Regions from separate parts of the Zea mays genome. Here all the other regions are linked to region 2. A link is a contact called in public Hi-C data. All regions are on one chromosome and are shown on one strand. Each heading gives the region's core, a stretch centred on a gene start, on an enhancer-like site or on the middle of the called end of the contact. The rest is flanking DNA. Distances are from core to core; before and after follow the strand shown. Region 1 holds the start of LOC103634599. Region 2 holds the start of LOC100274144. Region 3 holds the start of LOC103647494 (serine carboxypeptidase 1).

What was found. A called contact is a pair of places that touch in the nucleus more often than the background predicts.
Region 1: a Hi-C map of tassel shows a contact between it and region 2, with 8 times the contacts expected there. The contact joins the promoter of LOC103634599 here to the promoter of LOC100274144 in region 2. A contact is called at or near these places in 15 of 25 Hi-C or Micro-C datasets (bundle sheath, ear, endosperm and 5 more).
Region 3: a Hi-C map of leaf mesophyll shows a contact between it and region 2, with 2.9 times the contacts expected there. The contact joins the promoter of LOC103647494 here to the promoter of LOC100274144 in region 2. A contact is called at or near these places in 7 of 25 Hi-C or Micro-C datasets (ear, endosperm, leaf and 3 more).

What each region holds. Positions count from the first base shown.
Region 1 is chr2:192,520,544-192,525,039 of Zm-B73-REFERENCE-NAM-5.0, forward strand. It overlaps LOC103634599, which reads left to right and starts at 1,754. Exons shown (of 6, transcript XM_020548511.3): 1 at 1,754-2,229; 2 at 3,149-3,239; 3 at 3,397-3,551; 4 at 3,667-3,694; 5 at 3,788-3,896; 6 at 4,047-4,373. The coding sequence starts at 1,951. The coding sequence ends at 4,128.
Region 2 is chr2:192,292,339-192,296,661 of Zm-B73-REFERENCE-NAM-5.0, forward strand. It overlaps LOC100274144, which reads left to right and starts at 2,392. Exons shown (of 2, transcript NM_001359714.1): 1 at 2,392-2,725; 2 at 2,845-3,462. The coding sequence starts at 2,585. The coding sequence ends at 3,348. LOC100272439 (carbonic anhydrase) reads right to left here. Exons shown (of 9, transcript NM_001359716.1): 9 at 3,517-4,265. The coding sequence ends at 4,068.
Region 3 is chr2:192,070,490-192,075,001 of Zm-B73-REFERENCE-NAM-5.0, forward strand. LOC103647494 (serine carboxypeptidase 1) reads right to left here and starts at 2,096. Exons shown (of 8, transcript XM_035965419.1): 1 at 1,688-2,096; 2 at 1,445-1,549; 3 at 1,041-1,318; 4 at 687-932; 5 at 472-589; 6 at 301-385; 7 at 60-168. The coding sequence starts at 2,096.

The DNA of each region.
Region 1 (4,496 bases), core at 504-3,003, 230 kb after region 2:
AACAAACCATAGAATTACATAACTTGATACTTAAAGCCGAAGAAAGGTTTTGTTTTCACTACGATGAACTTTATTAGATAATAATATATGTATGATACGGGTATATTTTACCCACGGGGTATACGGGTATGGATAGTATCCACCCGTACCTGTAGTTCCGTACCTGTCTACCCAACGAGTAGAGGTTGTTGCCTATTAATATACCCGTGTATAGAAATCGTCACATACCTGCCTACATATCAGATAAAACCCGTCGGCTATTCGGGTACCCATTGCTATCTCTAGTTGTAGAGGTTAAAGAAGATTGGATGGGATAAACTTAAATAGAGAGGGATTTAATCCCTTCAATCTATCACTAACCGAAAGTTGTGATGAAGGCCTTGGTTTGGATTCCGGGCCATTTAGAGGAATACCGTTGTTGGCCCACAACGTGCGTCGACCTGTAGCCCGCGTCATAAACTCAGAATGGCCACCTCAGTTAGGTTGTTGAGTTAGGCCCATCTAAACTTCGTCACAACATCGACCCTTGAGCCATATGTGGTATGCCCGTGTCAAGCCAAATATCAGAGTTTTAACAGTTTCTATAAAAACGGCCCTAGGAACTATTTGAGAACTCTGTTTTTAAAACCACAATTTATTGTATATTATAATATAATTATAGTATTTTTAATATTAGTACAATCCAACACCTATTTGGAGACAAATATTTCAGTAGTAGTGTAAGTAGGGGTGGATATCGAGCTGGCTCGGCTCGACTCGTTATGTTAACGAGCTAAAGATCCAACTCGGCTCGACTCGTTTGCCGACTCGAGCTGGCTCTTTTAGCTCGCGAGCCAGCTCGATAATACCATGTCTGGTGTCTACGAACGGATATAAAAACATGTAGCAAAAGAAAAGAAGGAGGTCTATTTAGAAAAAAGAATAGAGTTTGCAACTTAAGGTTCCACACTCAACAAAGAACAAGATTAACTATAGTAGAGTAGAAGATTTAACTATTTTGATCGGAGATTGTTGTGATTTGACTAATTACTCCAACTCATTTGGCTCGTGAGTCAGCTCGCAAGCCAGCTCGAGTTGGCTCGTTATCATAGCGAGTTGAAACACAAGCTCAACTCGTTACAAATAATAAACGAGTCGAGTCGAGCCACTATCGAGTCGAGTCGAGCGAGTTAACGAGCTACGAGTTTTTCGTCCAGCCCTAAGTGCAAGAGAATAGAAGACTATAGCTAGGCGCAAGCTAAAAACTTGGCCTGAAACAAAAAAAACCCCAAAAAATTATGGTATTAATAAAATCATGGTTTAAAATACAAAGTTTTTAGATATACTCACAAACGTCTTTTAAGCCCCGTTTATTTTATTGGAATTGAATTCCATTCTAATCATTATAATTTAGAAAAAATTAATTAAGTTAATATATTTGTCTATTTAATATATTTGCATATTATAATCATATGAGAGAGTTATATACTATAGAGAAACAAGTAGAAGAGTATGCTATAAATTATAAATTAGAAAAGTAGCATGTAAATCTATAGAATTGATTTTCATCTTTTACCTCATAAATTTGTGAGGCTTATATATACAATTTGGAAAGTTTTGGAATATTATATTCTAAAAAATAGCTTACTATATTAGTTAGATTCTAATTTCTCAAAATAAAGGGAAACAAACGTGCTCTTAATCTAAAATATCATAATATGATAAGATATCATTGTATTGTCTTGGGATTAAAAAGAAATATTGTGTTGCCTAAGAAAGCCTTAACCGACAGGCGATACCCACGGCACGGGCCCACTTGGCTGCTTTTTCAAGCTACACGCCAATCCAACGCTATTACGCAACGATTAGCCAAACAGATCAATCATCTTCTACTTCTTCGTATAGGCCGCGGGATCCCGAATCCCAATCCATAGTCGCCACCGTCGCCGGCTACAGGGTTCGGTCCCCGTGATGGAGCCCTCGTCAACCTCCTCCTCGCCGGCTGTGGAGCGCCGGTTGTCGCCGGAGGTAAGGAGGGTGCGGAAGCGGGAGCTGAAGGAGGCACTGGAGCAGGTCCAGCGGGCGGTTGAGATGCTGCGCGATGCCGACGCCGATCTCGGCGTCTCTCTCTCGGAGGAGACCACAGCAGCTCCGCCGGAGGGCGAGGACCGCGAGGCCGATGTCGGTGCCAATGGATATGGGGCGGAGACGTCGTCGGTTGCGAGTGACTCCGATTACGAGACGGCCCAGGTGAGCAGGAGGCGTCCTGATCCCTCACGAGTTCTTCTGGGCACGTTGAGGGTTCCGGGAACTAGGATTTGGATTTCCGAAGTATAAGTCGTTGCAACAGGCGTAACTGAATCGGTAAATTGCGTATAAGTCGTTGCAATAGGCGTAACTGAATTAGTAAATTGCGTAATTGAATTGATATCAGCTACAATTTATTTTTGGCCACTACAAATTGAAACTAAGTGCTTGATAAATACGTGAGGACCTAAGAGCCTGTTTGTTCAGACTAACTTATTTTAAACTAAATGAAATAAGTTAGATTATATAATCTCAAACAAACAACACCTAAGTTGGATTGGTAGTTTGAAATTACTTCAGTACTGTAATCACTGTTTCTGTGCTGTGGTGAGACTAAAAAGGTATCTGTCATTAGTAGCTTTCTGTGTAGAAAGTATTATGTGTATACTTCCATTACTGCCAGTATGATGCTGATTTATCATTTAGTTGACTTTGGTGACTACATTTGTTATCTGCTATGCCAGTGATGTCTTGCTTCGGATTAAAGCCGACTGTTTGGACTGCTGCAGCTGCAATCTATAGAGACAAAAACATTGTAGAAGTAGTAGAAACCGATACGGATTAAAGTCAAGCGGACAGTGCTGGGTGCCAAAATAGTGGTATAAAATCAGATATTCGAACGACTCCTGATTGTTGTAAATAGATCTTTCCAAGATGTTGTGAGAACAGTTTGTTGTTAGTTTAGGCCAAGTCATGTCTGCAGTATGCCAGTATCCCTAATATGTATTTCCAGCTTCCTATCTGGAATGTGGGCTGAGCAGTCTCATTGCCATGGTCCTTATGGAAATCTCTTTGGAGTGGCGAAGTAGATTACCGAATTTTCGCTGCCCTACAACTAAAACAACCTGCTTTTACCTAGCAGATGTGTGATCTTCTTAAATCTAAGGTTGGATCGCTCGAGTTCCTTCAAAAGCTCAATGGTATTCAGAAGTCAGTAGGTCAGAATGGTGCAGGTAAGCTGCCACTGGATTGAATACATTACTACTATAAAAAGTACACAGCAGATGGTAAAAATGACCCGATATGAACTCAGATATGTTCCTTTCGCTCTATTTTTTCTTGAAAATACTAACCACTGTACTTCGAAAACTTCTCTGTTCTTTGGCACAGTTGAACCTGATACATCATGGGATATAATAACGTCAGTGGATTTATGGGAAGATGGTGGCTCAGATGATGGATATGTACTGGTTAAGCAGGAGGATGTGGTTGATGGGATGACTTCCTTTATGGCTGCATGCTTGGTGTCAATTAAAAAGACCAAGGTAGCTGTTTTCTTCACTTGATGAGATCATCATGCTGAGCGAGGCGTTTCATGTCTCTGCATCTTGTATGAGAGGTGCTTTACATATTTAATGTGTGAATTTCATGTCTATGCAGGACCTGCCCCCTGATCAACTTCAAAAAGGTTTCTTTTTCTTCCCTCAATTAAGAGGAACGGTGAAATGAATTTTTTTATTGGATATTCTGATGTTAAACTTTTTGACTGTTCATATTCCAGTGCTTAGGAAGACGTTTTCAGCTGAAAAGAAGAAAAGTAAAATCCGGAAGGCATGGGATGGAACTAAAGTTGTTTATAATGTTGCTTCATGGGGCGCCACTGCTGTTGGGTAAGTTTTATAATCGCACTATCCTTGGACAGTAATATTTTTTGAAAGAATTATCTTCCCACAAAATAATCATCAAGTTGAATAGGGGTCTGCTAGCTTGGCTCCCTAATTTCTATATAACGCTAACTATTTGAGTAATCCATCATGCAGGGTCTACAATAATCGAGCACTACTTACGGTCGCAACTACAGTGTTTCAGACTTCCTGCCGTGTGATATCCAAGTTCCTTTAAATATTGTGGCAACTACTAGAGTATGTTAGAATTGTTTGCGTGTGTGCTTTTCCATTGTTTAGGCAGCATAAAGCTTGAGATCATTTGTTTAGTCTATGCTAATGAGTTCGACTGCTAATTAGCAGCGCCTCCCAGTCCAAAACAGCATGTGTAATGTATAACTGTAAATATTGCCTTAATTTGAACAAACTTGTTCTTTTTGCCAGAACTTTATTTTGGTAATCCGAAATGATTAGTTTGTACTATTTTCCGTATCAAACAAAACGAAAACTCTTGATATTCACCTGCTCGAGGTCCGTATCAGCTGCTGGCAGTTGAAGCGTGTGTTGGGGTGGAGTTGCAGATCTTTAGATTGACGACAAGGATAT
Region 2 (4,323 bases), core at 1,142-3,641:
GCTGGTGATAAATTTCAGGCGGATTCGGCGTTTCAATTTTGCACCCAAATTGCTCAGAATGATATACGTACGTACTTGTAGAACCGCTCTGCCGTGCTGCGATGCTCGAAGGACGACGCACGTTAACCCTTCTTCTTCCTCGTGTAATGCACTCCTCTGCTTCACGAAACCCCCCGCCTCCACGTCCCCGTCGATCCCGTCCTCTCCGAATCGCAGGGTAGCCGGCGCTCAGTTCGCCGCAACGTCCTCATGTCACCCCGTGGGCGGCGTCTCCGCCTCTTTGTCCTACAGCTAACTCGACAGCCACCACTATCGTGTCACTACAAGATCACCGTCCTTAAACCCTTTCCTACAGCCGCCGGTAGGGTGGGTATATATTATCTCCTAACTCCGGAACCCTAACTCTGACGAGCTTCTTGTCTCAGACGCCGACCAGGCTAATAGGCTCATGTGATGTGCCTTAATTAGGGGTGCTCCAAGACCTCCCGCCAGGACCAGGCCATCAGCAGCAGCCCGCAGTTCATGGCAAGCCGACGATCAATCGGCCGGACCCCCAACGACGTGGGACGCCGACAGCCGACTCGCCGATGATTCGTTGTGGCGGGACCCGACGTCCCCCAGAGGCTGTCTCCTCCGACGACCGACGGACGCGATCGATGCCTGCGACGACCGACGAACGAACGACGACGTACTCCGTACCCGCTAGCTACCACCCCGGGCCTGTCGGCAAGCAAGCAATGACGCGATGCCTCCTCCGCAGAGGACCCCCTGCACTGCACGCCATTGACGGCAGCAGCATTGCGGTGCCGCACACCCCCCTTGTTGCCTGTTGGTTACGTACACTGCATGCCAGCCCAAGACGGAGCAAAAGGGATTCAAGGGCCAGGCGTCCGTGTCCCCCTCACGTACGTGCACGATGTCCCTGCCAGCTTCCTGCCGGTTGCGTCTCGAGATGCGCGCACGATGCCGCCCGACGATGCCCCAAGGCCAAGACCGCCGGAGACGCGAGGCCACACTGTACACATCATCATCATCGTCATCATGTGGTGTGTTCTGCTGGCGTGGTGTAGTGCTAGCAAACTTTTCACCCCCACTTTCGTCACTCCACTCCACTCGCTTGGCCGCTCGCGCTTTCTGTAAACCTAAAGCGGCCGGGGCGCTCGATCGTTGTTACAGATACAGTGCGTCGGGGCGGGGGGGAGGAGGCATGGAGGACACGGTGAAAGCGAGTACTAGTGGTCGTCTCTTGTCGTCCGCACCGTTTTTTGCTCGTCGTTTTGCCGGCCGGGGGTGAAAAAGCTGGCCTCGACATTTTACTGGATCTTGGGAAGAAGCAACGGCAAAAAAAAAAAAAGCTAGCTCAAGGAGGTTTGACCACTGTTGGGGATTTACGCCAAGCAGTGCTCTTTGCCTCTTTGCACGGACGGGACCCGTTTTCGTGCAGCAGTACTTGCCTACTTGGCCTTCGCGGAGCGCACGCAAGCCAGGCCAGCAAGAACAGAGCTAACGTAGGAGTACGCTCGGTAGGTCATTTACTCATTGGCAACGACGGCCGCTGGACTCGTGGTGACAGAGCGTTTGATTCTAGGACTACAGTAAAGTTTATCATAGGATGTTTGAATGCTTATTATAAGTATTAAATGCAGTCTTTAATTACAGAACTAATTCTTGATGGCGTGAGTAAACGTCTATTAATTTTGAACACCACGCTGTCTACGACGCACAAGAGCGTTTGCACGCCCGTTTATCCGTACCGGCGAGCCAGCCTAACTGCCTTGTGCCGCACTAGCTAATGGACGGACAGACGGCAAATCACAGAGATACATCGCACAGAAAATGGCGCTGCTTGCATAAAGACCGGTCAATCGCACAGAAAACAGCACGGTGGCATGCTCCGAGAGCCGACAATCGCATCAGACGGTCGTTTACCACGATCAGGAAAAAAACAATGGAGCAACTGTCGCGGCGCAGCGCCGTGTCGGCCGACGTTTTTTTCGCTGCGCTGCTTCCGGCAAACCACGCTATGCAAAGGTCCGTGGCGAGACGAGAGCAGCGATCACAGCGGGAACTCGGGCTGCCACACACACACACACACACACCAGGGAGCTTTACTTGCCTCGGCGACAGACAGACGTGAAGCCGCTGCAGTCGCCGCTGCCGGCCGATCGCCTTTCGTCCAGCGAGGCGAGAAAAGTCGTGAAACCGACGGCGACCGCATGCAACTTTTCCTCCTCCCGACCCGACCGCGCCGCAGACCGATGCGCCAACGCTGCCGTGTGCCGGCGCCTCCGCCGCGGCTCGCAGTCGCAGCCAAGCCGTGTCGGCAGCCGCGGGGGGCCTCCCTTATTTAACAGCTCGATCGATCGGCAGTCCGGCACCCGGCCGGAAACGATCGAGAGCTAGCCAGACGTGTGAGCTAGCTAGCTTGTTGGCTGTTGCCGTGTTCGCAGCTTCGCACGTACTCGCGACTTCGCAAGCCATCGGCTTCCCGCCTCTCTTCCTTTCAAAAAAAAAGAAAGAAACAGCTAAAGGCTCAAGCAACACGGTGGTGCCTGTCGGGATTGACGAAGCAGCGGAGGTGGCGATGGACCGGGAGTGCTCACCGCTGGCAGCAACGACGCGGAGCGGGACGGGCAGAAGCCACAGCGAGGCGGAGCGGAAGCGGCGGCAGCGCATCAACGCCCACCTCGCCACGCTCCGCACCCTCCTCCCTGCGGCGTCGCGGGTACGTAAGACTGACGTCACGTCCTTGCTCTTCAGGAGCTGACCGTACGTGGCAGTTCATCATCGAACTCGATAGCGAACACGGTTACGTACGTGTGCGTGTACGAATTAATCATGCAGATGGACAAGGCGGCGCTGCTAGGGGAGGTGGTGCGGCACGTGCGGGAGCTGCGGGGCGAGGCGGACGCCGCGGCGGCGGGCGCGGCAGTGGCCGTCCCGGGGGAAGGCGACGAGGTCGGCGTCGAGGAGGGCCACCAGCACCGCTTCTGCCACGGCGGGGAGAGGGCCGCCAGGCGCGTCAGGGCGTGGGTGTGCTGCGCCGACCGCCCGGGGCTCATGTCCGAGCTGGGCCGCGCCGTGCGGTCCGTCAGCGCGAGGGCCGTGCGCGCGGAGATAGCCACCGTCGGCGGGAGGACGCGGAGCGTCCTGGAGCTGGACGTCGGCGGGCGGCACCACGATGGCGAGGGAACGTCGACGTCGTCACGGCCAGCGCTGCAGGCGGCGCTCCGGGCCGTGCTGCTCAGCCGGGAGGAGATGCTCGGCGCCGAGTGCTACAAGAGGCAGCGCTTCTCGGCGCACCTCGCTAGGGTTTACGACAGTGGCGCCGTAGAAGTGACTGACTGATGGAGTGATGGGAGACGGAAGGGAAGGGGTACTGTGTGACATGTCTCCCATGGTGCTACTCGTACTTTTTTAGTTGGAACATGTGGAATATCACAGAATTTGCATTGCCGACTCTTCCGAACGAACAACACTGTCATCAAGCAAATTTGCCGAGACCGTATAATATTTGTATTGTATCTCACAGTTATAATGATACAACAAATGGTACAAATGTTACAATTACAATAACAAGGTAACGCCAAATGTGGCGACAATTACATGCACTATGACTGATCCTGTAACTTATTCGTATTTTCTCAATGGTATCAACCGGAAAACGACACACAAATAGTTGCACAAAATCCACTTTGCCCCCCGGTAGTTCCACAGACTTTCACTTTGCCACCATATTGTTCATTGCGTCGCACCTCACTCCATTGTGGCTTTGTGCTTCCACAGTGGAGAGTTCCTGTACGTATCAAACAATAGCTGCTACAACTACAATGCCGATGCACCTGCCCGTGAGTATGCAATACTACAGCAAGCTGACATGCTAGTGCCATAGTGCCATGCATCGCAATGGACACAGTTATTTGATACAGGGACTCGCTTCTGCAGGACATCAATACCACAATGGAGCAAAGGTGCGACGGAAATGCACAGCGTAGTGGCAAAGCAAAACCATGCTTAACTGCAGGGCGCAGAGTGAAATTTACCCAAGTAAATGAGGCCTTCATTGGTCAAGACCAGGTGGACCTATTCTTTATAGCGTACTTGCTTCCACCTTCCAACCCTTCACGGTACAATAATGTCCATTTCTCAAATGTGCAATCAACGAAGTTGTAGTAGCCTCCGTGGAGATTCAAAGTACCTTCATTCACCCTCTTCTCTATCCATGGGTATGTTAACAAGTTCAACAGAGAGCTATTTATTGATTCCTGTAACAAAAGGAAGAAATCAATACATGTCAGACACCGAGCTATTTATTGACTCCTG
Region 3 (4,512 bases), core at 846-3,345, 220 kb before region 2:
GAAACTGTTTCTATCTATCTATCTTTTTTTTTTCTCCCTGTTCTGAATAACCTTCTTACCTCGCTGTCAGGAGTGTACCAGGGGCGCCACTTCGTGGTGACGGTCAGGTTGAGGTCATTGACAGAGAACCGCGTTGCGGTGATCGAGCACACGGAATCAAAATCGCCGCTGCAGAACAGTATCGGGGGAGAGGGGGGGGGGGGGGGGGGGGGGAAAGTGGTTATGCGCTTCTGCTTTCTGGTTGGCGGAACTTAGAACTGTCATGTTTTCTTTTCAGAACTGAAGGCAAAGAGTCAGTACCTGTATATCCATACTTTGAGCCCTTCGTTGATCAGCCTTTTGATGATTGGCACCATGAACTCGGGGGCGTCGTTCCACGCCAAATCTTCACTGGATCCAAACCCAAAGAGTAGATATATAGGCATCAGAGACAGTGCTGAGAATACAAATACATTCAGGTCGGCACGGCACTTTACCTGCAGCCTGTCCAGTTGGTGTCCACCCGAGCGTGCAGAGCTTGCTTCACCGCGTGGTTGTTAAGGTAGGGCTCGATGTAGTAGTAGCTGCAGGGGTCGTAGCCGGGCAGCGACTGACAAACAGACCAGAAATCCCAATCCTCAGCACGCGAGACCCATCGAGGTTTTGCGTGGCGGATTGTATTGCAGAGGGTGAAGAGGGTCACGTACGTGGCTGCTGGAGTAATAGGTGCCGTTGTCAGACTGCAGGCACACCGGCGCGTAGATGTCGTACTTGTCGATGTTCCCTCTCTGGAACGAGTGCGCCGCCACGAAGCACGGCCAGTCGTCGGAGGGGGTGAAGGTGCAGTTGGCGAGGATCCGCGCCCACACCTCGTCGGAGATCACGCCGTGGCTCCAGAGGAACTCCAGCTCCCCCTTCCCGTTCAGGTAATCGTCGAGCAACGGGTTGCCGAACTATAACAACGAGATCGCCGGTTCAGATCGACGTACGGAAACATATATGCACACACGCAGACAGACGGTGAAGGCCGGGAACTCTGGCTAATAATAAGCAGCACTCACGAAGATGCCTTGGAGGTTGATGGGAGTCAGCAAGTCCGGGAAGCGGTTCATGTACAGGATGACGGTGGCGAGCTCCGGGACGTAGTGCCCGCCGTAGCTCTCGCCGGTGACGTAGAAGGCGCGGCCCTTGTACTCCGGGAACCTGTCCAGCCACTTGGCGAGGAACACGTACGTGTCCTCGGCGGTCCGCCTGTCGCCGACCGTGTCGTAGTCGGTGGCGTTCCTCGAGAAGGAGAACCCGACGCCCGCCGGCGACTCCAGGAAGATCACGTTAGCCACTGCCAGAAAGCACGCCGTGATATACATCCAGTCTCGTCAGTCCACGCTGCCAAACACTACCATGCATGGTCTATGCTACGTACGTGCGGCGCCGCCAACAAATAAAACAAGATCGCTTCACGTACGGTTGTTCCATGAGTGCTTGTTCCTTCTCAGGGTGCCGTCGGGGTTGACGCGGAAGGGGCCGAGCTCCTTCATGGCCCCGAATCCCAGCGACGAGCATCCTGGCCCTGCAGCGCACGTACACGCGTAGTACGTCCAGGAAACGGCGGCCGGTGAGACAAGTCGTCGTCGTCGTCCCTGGACGAGAGCTATATATATGTATATGCTGGAGTAGGACGACCCCGGCCGTGTTCGATCAATTTTACCTCCGTTGAGCCACAGGATGAGCGGCTTAGAGGCGGCGTCGTGGGGGGACTCCACGAAGTAGTAGAACAGCTCGCGGCCGTGCTCCTCGTTCACCGTCACGTACCCGGAGTACTGCCGGAAGTTGACGCGCGGCGGCTGGCCCGGCAGCCCCAGGACCCTGTCGGCCTCCTTGCTGCCGCTTGGCGGGCCCTTGCAGCGTTCGGCCAGGTGGGCGAAGGCGCTAGGGTCGGCCCATGGGTCGGTTTCCTCGGGCCCGTTCACCCTGGGCCTCTTCGTCGTCAGCCGTTTCAAGGCCCTGGTCGTCATGAACTTGCTGAGCTGGGCCTCCTGCGACACATCGGTGACGGCGAGCGATGTGCCCAGGAGAATGGCGAGCGAGAGGAGGAAGAGAGTGTTCGTCCTCATCATCATCTTTGCCGAATGAGAAATGCCGTGAGGGCGTTGTGCTGGTGTTGGCGTGGTCCTGATGTGTTCTTTATAGGTGTACTCAGAAACAAGCTAAGATTATTACCGACGCATAGAAATGCCACTCGGATTCTCCAAAGGTGCTCTGGATTCTCCGAGAAGAGCTTTTCATTAAGGAGTCATTGTCCATGGTTGATTTGAGTTTACCCGTCGGGATCATGTAACTAGGCGTAAATTGCGATCTTACCTGCACCGTTAAAGAATACAGTCAAGCCAGCCGTCGCAGAAAACATAAGATTTGCATAGGCCGAGGTGAAATCTCTCAGAATGCACGCCCAAGCTTACGTCATCCATTGGATTTTGCGTCACGGCTTTTGGCGAATTTCTGGACACGCTAGCAAAAAGAATAAAGCTTCATCTTGCTTCGCTCAGTCCTTTCGGTCGAAATATTTTTCGCCCTAAATAAGTTAGGTGAAGTCATCCTGTTAGTAACTTTAAATTTGGCCTCATAATATTTTAAGAATGCCAGATAATGATATCTATATCTATACTATACTTAAAGCACCAGTTTAAACAGTCGTCTACAAATAACCCCTCACAGCTATTTCAAATTAATCCGTTGCACGCCTATAGATAGCCAAACGGTGGACCAGACGCCCGCGGGCCACAGTCTGCTGACTGTGTCGGACCAACCCGTCGGTCCATTTGATTAAATCAGCGTAAAATGTTAAAAATGGTGCAAGAGATGGGGTTCGAACCTAGGGCTGGGAAAAAAGCTCGGGCTCGACGAGCTGGCTCGAGCTCGGCCAGGCTCGGGTCGGCTCGGGTCGGCTCGCGAGCCTCTGTCGAGCCGAGCCGAGCCGCATTTTTCAGCTCGGGAAACGACCGAGCCGAGCCGAGCCAGCTCGTGCGAGCTCGCAAGTCGCTCGCGAGCCGGCCACCTGGATTGGAACATGCCCGGCCGAACGGGCCTGTCAGCCGCCCAGCCCAATTTCGAAAGCCAGTCAGTCACTAAGGCCCAATGCCCTCCGCTGGCCGAATTGAGAGCCAAGCAGCAGACCTACCGTGCCCCACCGCGTCTTGCTTCCTACAGCTGCCGAGCGTCTATCTCTCGCGTCCTGCGCCGCCGAGCGTCTCTCTCTTGCTTCCTGCGCCGCCGAGCTTCTCTCTTGCTCTTGCTTCCTGCCGCCCGCCAAGTCTTGCGTCCTGTCGCCGCCGGCCGGTGGTGGCCGACCCCAACTGCTCGACACCAAGTCCCCGACCTCTCTCATTCTTGCTTCCTACCGTAGCCGAGCAGGCGAGCACCGACGGGCGGTGGCCGACCCCCGACTCCGACTGCTCGATGTCGTCTCCTGGACGGCCCACCGACCCCGAGCCCCAACACCTCCGGCCTCTGCCCTCTACAGTGTTGTCGGCACGGCAGTCGCGCGACGCTCGGCCTTCACCCTCTGCATACTGCAGGCACTGTACGGTGGGCGTAGCAGGCTCGCGAGCCGGCTCGAGCCAGCTCGCGAGCCTCCGTCGAGCCGAGCCGAGCCAGTTTCTCAAGCTCGTCAGATAATTGAGCCGAGCCAGGCTCGGCTCGTCACAACACCGAGCCGTACCGAGCCGAGCCGAGCCTGGCTCGGCTCGGCTCGTTTCCACCCCTATTCGAACCCATGTCCTAATGAAAGAAGGGCAGGAGACACTAGATAAAGTTGTCTAACCAATAGAACACCATGCTCAGATGTTTTTAATATTGAATATAAATTATATATGTGTATATACGTTTTTTTAAAATAAAAAATATATAATCGTGTCAGGCCGGACCAGCACTACAGGCTGAGGCTACAGCCCAAACACGGCACGGCGTTCTTGGCTCTTGCAAGAATTAGGTCGTTTATGAGACCACATTGGCGCAATGGACTCTATGGTATTTGAGGTTACTGAATTGGATGGAGGAACAATGATTTGTCACACTAACAGAAAAATGAAAGGTTATTTGTTGGTTTTAAACGTTAGTAATTGCTACAAAGTAGCATAATTTATATGGAGCGCTTCCAGTTTTTATTAATGGCTGACTTTAGCAATCACTCCATATTTTGATCTACCTTTTTTATAAGTTTGAGTTTATGTGACTTATTTTAGAAACTTGAGCTCACAAACTTTCTCTTATTTGGTCTGTGTATGGTGAAATTATGTTATTTTATAATCTCTGTTCGTTCAGTCAGTCGTTGTGAACTCTCTTCTAATCGCCCACTTCATTGACCGGGTTGTACCAAGACATATTGAATTGAGTAAATAATAACATCAGTTAGCCAAATCAAAAAAATATTATACGAAGAGCGGAGACAATCAATAAAAAATCTTGAAATTTTTTTGGTGGATAGTTTATATGAGTATTGTTGTAAGCCGTCGCAACGCGCGGGTAACCGACTAG